Linked DNA regions of Sus scrofa: region 1 is linked to region 2. The links are chromatin contacts, called in public HiChIP or PLAC-seq maps. All regions are on one chromosome and are shown on one strand. The core of a region is the stretch at or near the end of the contact, and the rest is flanking DNA. Distances in the headings are between cores, read along the strand shown. Region 1 holds the start of ANAPC7 (anaphase-promoting complex subunit 7). Region 2 holds the start of ATP2A2 (ATPase sarcoplasmic/endoplasmic reticulum Ca2+ transporting 2).

Evidence for each region. HiChIP or PLAC-seq counts read pairs in DNA pulled down with a chosen protein or histone mark.
Region 1: a contact with region 2 is called in an H3K27ac HiChIP or PLAC-seq map of alveolar macrophages. The contact joins the promoter of ANAPC7 here to the promoter of ATP2A2 in region 2. A contact is called at or near these places in 2 of 5 promoter capture datasets (fetal liver and liver), 2 of 47 Hi-C or Micro-C datasets (heart right ventricle and skeletal muscle) and 1 of 2 datasets of contacts at active chromatin or transcription factors (alveolar macrophages).

What each region holds. Positions count from the first base shown.
Region 1 is chr14:31,787,661-31,791,556 of Sscrofa11.1, reverse strand. It overlaps ANAPC7 (anaphase-promoting complex subunit 7), which reads left to right and starts at 1,807. Exons shown (of 14, transcript XM_021072834.1): 1 at 1,807-2,013. The coding sequence starts at 1,913.
Region 2 is chr14:31,673,481-31,677,121 of Sscrofa11.1, reverse strand. It overlaps ATP2A2 (ATPase sarcoplasmic/endoplasmic reticulum Ca2+ transporting 2), which reads right to left and starts at 1,849. Exons shown (of 20, transcript NM_213865.1): 1 at 1,719-1,849; 2 at 1,001-1,018; 3 at 828-910. The coding sequence starts at 1,836.

The DNA of each region.
Region 1 (3,896 bases), core at 558-3,057, 110 kb before region 2:
CTCACCATTGCTAATTATTAGAGAATGCAAATCAAAACTCATAATGGCCATCATTAAAAAGTCTATAAGAGGAGTTCCCACTGTGGCCACAATGGGGTCATCAGTGTCTTGGGAGCACTGAGATGCAGGTTCGATCCCCAGCCCAGCACAGTGGGTTAGGAATCTGGCATTGCTGCAACTTCAGTTTAGGTTGCAGCTGTGGCTCAGATCTGATCCCTGGCCTGGGAACTACATATGCTGAGGGGTGGCCAAAAAAAGAAAAAAAAAAGGTCTATGGGAGTTCTCACTATGGTGCAATGGGTTAACAATCTCACTGCAGGATATCCTGCTGTGGTGCAGTGGGTTAATGATCTGGCTTGTCTCTGTGGTGTTTCGGGTTTAATCCTTAGCCCCAGGCAGTGGGTTAAGGATCCGGCATTGCTGCAGCTGTGGCACAGGCTGCTGATGTGGCTTGGATTCTGTCCTTGGCCCAGGAACTTTCACTTACCTTGGGTTCAGCCAAAAAACGTTAAACAAACAAACAAAAGACTCTAACTGCAATGGCTCAGGTTGCTATGGAGGCTTAGATTCAATCCCTGGCCTGGGATACTCCATATGCTGCGACAAATGCTGGAGAAAAAGGAACTCTTCTACACTGTTGGTGGGAGTGTAAATAGGTGCAGCCACTATGGAAAATGAAGTATGGAGATTCGTCAAAAAACTAACAATAGAATTGCCTTATGATCCAGCAATCCCACTCTTGGGCATATATCCAGATAAAACTACAGTGCAAAAAGATACAATTACCACTATGTTCATAGCAGCACTATTCACAAGACATGGATGGAAACAATCTAAATGTCCATCAACAGATGAATGGATAAAGAAGATATGGTATGTATACATACATAAAACGGACTACTACCCAACCATAAAAAATAATGAAATAATGCCATTTGCAGCAACATGATGGACCTAGCGATTATTAAGGAAAAGTCAGTCAGAAGAAGAAAGTCAACATCATGTGATATCACTTATATGTGGAATCTAAAATACAACACAAATGAACATATATATGAAACAGACTCAGACATAGACAACAGACTTGTGGTTGCCAAGGGGGAGGGGAGTGAGGGAGGGAAGTATTGGAGGTTTGGGGTTAGCAGATGCAAACTCTTATATGTAGGATAGATTAACAAGCACAGGGAACTGCAGAGCACGGGGAACTGCAGTCAATATCCTGTGATAAACCATAATGGAAAATATGAAAAAGAATGTATGTAAGTACAACTGAATCAAAAGAATGTATGTAAGTACAACTGAATCACTTTGCCGTACAGAAGAAATTAACGGAAATTATAAATCAATTATACTTCAATCAAAAAAGTAAAGCCGCCTGCAGGTGCCCATAACACCTGAGGGGGGGCGTGGCACTTTTTGCCTAGAGCTCCTGTGGCAGCCAGTGCTGCCCCTGGCGCCTGATTGAAATATTTAATTCCAGCTGTTAGGAATTCCTCCCCCACCTACAAATAACTTTTATGATGTTAAACACTTTTTATTAATTTATGAAACACAAATTCCTCTCAGACGCATTTCAATTGAGCATGTATACATTCTGAGGTGTCTTTTGTCTGCAGCCAACTGTAAACCCTCAATAAAGACTGCAGTTCAGAAGGCTGGTGTAACTCTTACTAAAAACAAAAACCCCAAAAACCAAATTGTACCGCTTCACACGAGGCATGGCGGGGAAGGAATTGAGGTTTGTTTGTTTGCTTTTTTTCAGGCATTTCAGTAGCTGCCTATTATCTTGGGGGCGGTGCCTCGTTTGGATCCGATGGACCCCGGCGGGGCCGCCATTTTGGAGTCTTCTCTAAGGAGCGTCTACCGGCTTTAAGCGCTGGTGCCGCCGCTCCCCGCGGCCTGGCTGGGCGGAATGAATGTGATAGACCACGTGCGAGACATGGCGGCCGCGGGGCTGCACTCCAATGTGCGGCTCCTTAGCAGCTTGTTACTCACAATGAGTAATAACAACCCGTGAGTTGAGGCGGGGAGCGGCCTGGGGCTGAGGAGAAAGCGGTGCGGGTTTGGGAGCGGGGGCTGAGGGGTCCGGAGACTGGCGGGAAGAAGCGGCTGCGGGCTTCAGCTGACGTTCCGGGGTCAGCGAGGGTCTCGCTGGGCAGAGCCGACTTAGGAACGCTAGTTGAGTTTACTAGGTCCCAGCGGTAGACCAGGCACTGGGATGAGCTCCCTGTGGGGGATTCGGCGAGCGGCGCTTTCTAGATATGGGAGGCGGAGGCTCTGAGGACGACCCTGGCGAGCGTTCCCCGAAAGTTAGGAGCAGAGGTTTTCTGAGGCACCTGTCGCCGGGCATTGCGCCTGTCACATCGTTGGGCTAACTCCTCCCTTCCCTACCCCTTTTCGAAGGACATTTCTTCGCTCGCCAAGGCTCAAAGAAGCCCAGTTCTAGTTTTAGACTTTCGTCCCACATCTGAGATTGATCTTTCCTTTTGGGTATATCAGCAAGGTTCTCTTAATCGCCCCCGAAAATGGGAGACTTTCTTGGTAAGTGGGAGTGGCGCCTTTTTAAGCAGTGCCTCTTTCTGTTTGCAAAGCTGCCATTTTTAGAGTTTTATTACAGGTACAGCACAGGGCTGTTTCCAGCTTTGAGTGCATATCGTTCCTCTGCTTAAATTTCTCCAAAGTGCTTAAATTAACATTCCTTCCCACGGCCTAGGAGGTCAAATATATAGCTCTCCTGCTCTATCTCACCTACTCTGCCCTCTGTACTTCAGCTTCCCTGTCTATTCTTTCTGTTACTTGAACAGACCAAGCTGGTTCTCAACTCAGGACTTTTGCATTTCCTGTTCTGCTTGGAATCCTTACCTCAGAGCTGCCTCCTCATGTAGGTTTCAGTTCAGATACATCTCTTAGAGAACTCTTCTCTGGCCATTAGAATTGTCCCTTATTCTCACTATTTTATTCCTTTGCTCTGTTTAACATTTTGCGTCTTTTTTTTCCCCCAAACTGAGGTGTAATTGACATATTAGTCTCATGTGGAACATAATGATTGGATATTTGTGTGTTTAGTGTATCTATTACTGCACATAGTTACAGATTTTTATCTTATTTTGCTTTTTTAGGGCTGCACCTGTGGCATAGGGAAATTCCCAGGCTAGGGGTAGAATGAGAGCTGCAGCTGCCAGCCTACACCACAGCCACAGCAACGCAGGATACATAACCCACTGAGCAAGGCCAAGGATAGAACCCACATCCTCATGGACATTAGTCAGGTTCTTAACCTGCTGGACCACAATGGGAACTCTGAATATTTTTTTCTTGGGATGAGAACTCTGTTTTTTTGGCAGCGCCCATGGCATGTCAGGTTACTGGGACAAAGATTGAACCTGCACCACAGCAGTGACACTAGCTGCCGCAGTGACAACACCGCATCCTTGACCTGCTGTGCCATGAGGAAACTCTGTGATAAGAACATTTAAGATCTATAGTCTGCATCACTTTTTTGTGTTACTGGTTTTTTGTTTTGTTTTGTTTGTTTTTTGTCTTTTTGTCTTTTTCTAAGGCTGCACTCATGGCATATGGAGGTTCCCAGGCCAGGGGTCTAATCGGAGCTCAGCCACTGGCCTACGCCACAGCCACAGCAATGCCAGATCTGAGCTGCGTCTGCAACCTATACCACAGCTCACAGCAATGCCAAATCCTGAACCCACTGAGAGAGGCCAGGGATCGAACCCGCAACCTCATGGTTCTTAGTCGGATTCATTAACCACTGAGCCACAATGGGAACTCCTGTTTTGTTTTTGACCTCACCTGCAGCGTGTGGAAGTTCCCAGGCCAGGGATCAAACATGCACCCACAGCTGTGACAACACTGGATCCTTTAACCAGCTAGGCCAACAG
Region 2 (3,641 bases), core at 600-3,099:
GCACTGAGGGAATTTCACTTCCTATCTTGGTTTTTACAAGAATGAAACCCTGTGCTTTAAGAACAAAAGGCATCTCATGCTGTGAGGATTAGGAACGTATGTGTCCTATTCATGACCATTTTTAGGAAAACTTTGAAATCCACTGCCCAAGAAAAAAAGTGAGATAGAAAATTAGTATTCAACATGAAAAAATGTTAATAACCTAGAAATATCCTTGCCAACCCTCATCACCTTTCTTCTGCTGCAGTTCTTTGCATTTCACCAGTTTCTAAGCAACCATACAGGACTCAAACGGGTAAGCACATACAGAACAAGAAAAAACAATGATTTTTTTTCTTTTAGGATCTAGAACCAACTGTACTGAACCTTGTTCTCTCAACCTAGGACTCATTCAAGACAGGGGTCCAATTTAGATAAATATACTACCCTAAAGGTCAGTGACCAAATTTGGTCAACAGTGGTGCCATCACTGCCGTCATCATTCTTGTCACTGTCAGAAACAACTGTCACCTTGCCATTACCAGGAAGGGAGAGCAACTGGAATATTCCTTTTGTAAGTTCTATTTACAGACTACAAAGAGCCAGCATCATCTTAGTATGATCTTACACAATGGAAGAACCCAAAACAGAAAAGACCTCCCAATAAAGAACTTCTTGATGTTAAAAAGAAACAAACATACAAAAAAACCCCAAACCCCCCACACAAAACATGAAGACACAACTTAAATTTCCAAACATAATGTTCTCACTCAATAGACATTTGCTTCTTGGTTTTTTTACCTATGGTTTATTGTTGACTTTTTGGAAAGAAAATGTTTTATACTTACAAAAGATATACATGCTGCCAACAATAAAATTCTAACGAGTAAGTCTTCAAACTGCTCAATCACAAGTTCCAGCAAGGTTTTCCCTGTTAGAAACAATCATATTAGTTATAAATGTCATCTTTGACATCAGCACATGAAGGGCAGCGGGAGAGAAACACGTTGAGATTACTTACCTTCTTCAGCCGGTAACTCTGCAGGATGTAGAAATCCACCAGGCAACGTGTCAAGAACGGGAGGGGGGAAAAAAAGCATTTTAGCACTCTGACATTACAAAAAGAATTACTAAAGTATCACTGCCTTTTAAAGACATGACTACATATATGAACTCAATCACTTTTAATAGAAACCGTACCAAAACGGTATCCTAAGAAAATGTACAATATTTGTTGCACTGATCTACTCCAAAATGTGAAATTATATTGCAACCTAACAGCGCTCCTGATACAAGGAGTCATTTCAGCTCTGTCATCACTTCTGCCAGATGTGTAACTCTGGATAGTACAAGAACAGTCAGAGGCATTCCCAACTATAACAACGCCTCATAAATCCGACTGGGGACAAGAAAATGTCTCGCAGGGCTCAACCCAGCTGCAGGAGACTCATCCCTCTCTCCACCGGGGCCAGCTGCTGCGGGTGAGAAACCGCCGAGCTAGCTGCGTGCGGGGAAGGTCAAGGGCTGGAGCCACGAGGCGGCGCAGACCCGACCCCGGTCCCCCGCCTGCAACCCCTCTCTCCCAGGGGGCCGGGGCGCGGGCTCAACCCGCCGTCTGCAGCCCTCGGCGGGCGCGGAGCCGAGACCCACGAGGTGGAGCCCGGTCAGCCATCTTTCCTGGCTCTCGGGCCCGCGCCGAGCGGCGCGGGGACCCTGCAGCCCGTGCACCAAGCACCTACCGTTGGAGCCCCATCTCTCCTTGAGCTTCTTGACCTGCTCCAGGCTCAGCCCCGTGCTCTCGTTGACGCCGAAGTGGCCCAGCACCTCCTCCACCGTCTTTGTGTGCGCGTTCTCCATGGCTGCGGGGGCCCGGCCGGCCTCGCCTCCAGTCCCCGCGGCCTCCTCGCCTCCGCCTCGCACTCGGGCCGCGGGCTCGTGCCACCCTGGGCGCCCAGGCGCGGACTGGCCTGTCCCTCTCCTTCTCCTCCTCCGGCCGCTTCCGCCTCGCCGGGCGCTGAATCACCCCGCGCCCCCTCCCCCAGACAACCGCCCCTCTCGCAGCCCTGCCCTCGCCGGCGCCCGCCCCGGGCTCAGCTGGACCGTAGGGGGGGGCGAGGGGGGGCTTCCGACCCTCCCTCCCCTCGTCAGAAGGGAGGGCCTCCTTCACCCTCAACCGCCCGCCGGGAGCGCAGGCCGCAGCCCCCGAGCCCCCTCCCCGTTCTCCTGAGGTGGTTCTCCGCCCCGCCCGGGCCGGGCCGGAGGAGGGGACGCTCGGCTGACTCCTGAGAGCCGAACCGAGCGAGGGAGGCGAGCCTGCGGGGTGGTGCGCGGCGCGCTCGCCCTGTCCACTCAGCTCCGCACCCCCGACAGCAACGGAGGAAACTGCGGCGGAGGAGAAGGAGGTGGCGTCGGGGACGGCTCCGCGGCGGCTGCTCTAATAGCATTTATCCGCCGCTGCCTCCCCTCTCGCCGCCGCCGCGGCATGTGGACGCCGCTCATTGGCCGAGAGGGCCCAGCGCGGCGCGGGCGGCGCGGCCCCGCCCCCTCCCTCCGGCTCCCTCCCTCCCGCGCGACTGGCGCCCACGCGGCCGTTCAAGCCCCGCCCCCTCCTTCGTACCGCCCTCAGGAACCCGGATCCGGGCCGGCGCGCGCAGCTCCTGTGCAGGGCGCGTTGTGGCCCGCTGGTCCGCGGAGGCCCGAGGCTGGAACGCTTCTTTGGCGGGGCTGTTCTCGATTCTCGCCCCACTCAACCATCGGCAGGCGTAGAACCCGGGAGGGTGGAGGGCTCACGGCGGGCTGCCTGCACTCATTGACCGGAAGAAACTGCCTGCCCATCTGGGTCGGCCTCGGGTTAGGGTGGGTGATTCGAAGGCGAGACGGAGGAAATTGGGAACTCGATCTCCGCAGAGCTCCCCTAAGCGCGCTGAGGTTAGGTGTCCTTGGCTCGCCCCCTTGCCCTCCGCCTCCTGGGCCGCACTCTGCATCCTAATCTGTCTCTCAAGAGCACCTTTCAGGATCCAAGGGAAGGAATTCCGCATTTAACTTCCCACGCGGCCAAAATCCCTCATCTGTTGCTTCAGGAACACCGCACCCCACCCACCCCGACCTCCCCACCTCCACCGAGAGCTTCACCGCGTGCAGATACCAGCCCTTCCCCAGCGAGTTCTGTGCTCTGACTGAGGGAATCCCACACTGGCGGGGGCGGGGGGAGGAAAAAAAGGGGGTTTTATTTTTAATATCCCACGCAGCCTTTGATACACGTCCGCATAGAAGTCACAGATTACGCTACTGTAACAAATAGCGAGAGTTGTGCAAGAAGACACTTCGCTTGGTTTTTAAGATGAAGGCTATCTTCTAGACTTTCACTTTTCCCGATAGGAGAAAAAGGCACTTGAATCCAGAATCTGTTCTTAAACCACAGATAATTTGCTCCTGAGGACTATAGAAAACCTACCTAACTGCACAATAAAGGGAATTTTGCCAATATAAATAAGTTAGACTACTTAATAGAAAGGGACCTTTGCTTTGATTTCATGAACAAAAGGTGAACACATTCGCATCACAAAGAGCAGTTTTCTTAAGGGACTGTGTCGCAGAATGAAGCATTTAGTCCACTTTTGTGTTTGGCCATGGTGTACCATACACAGGAGCCAAAGCAGAGC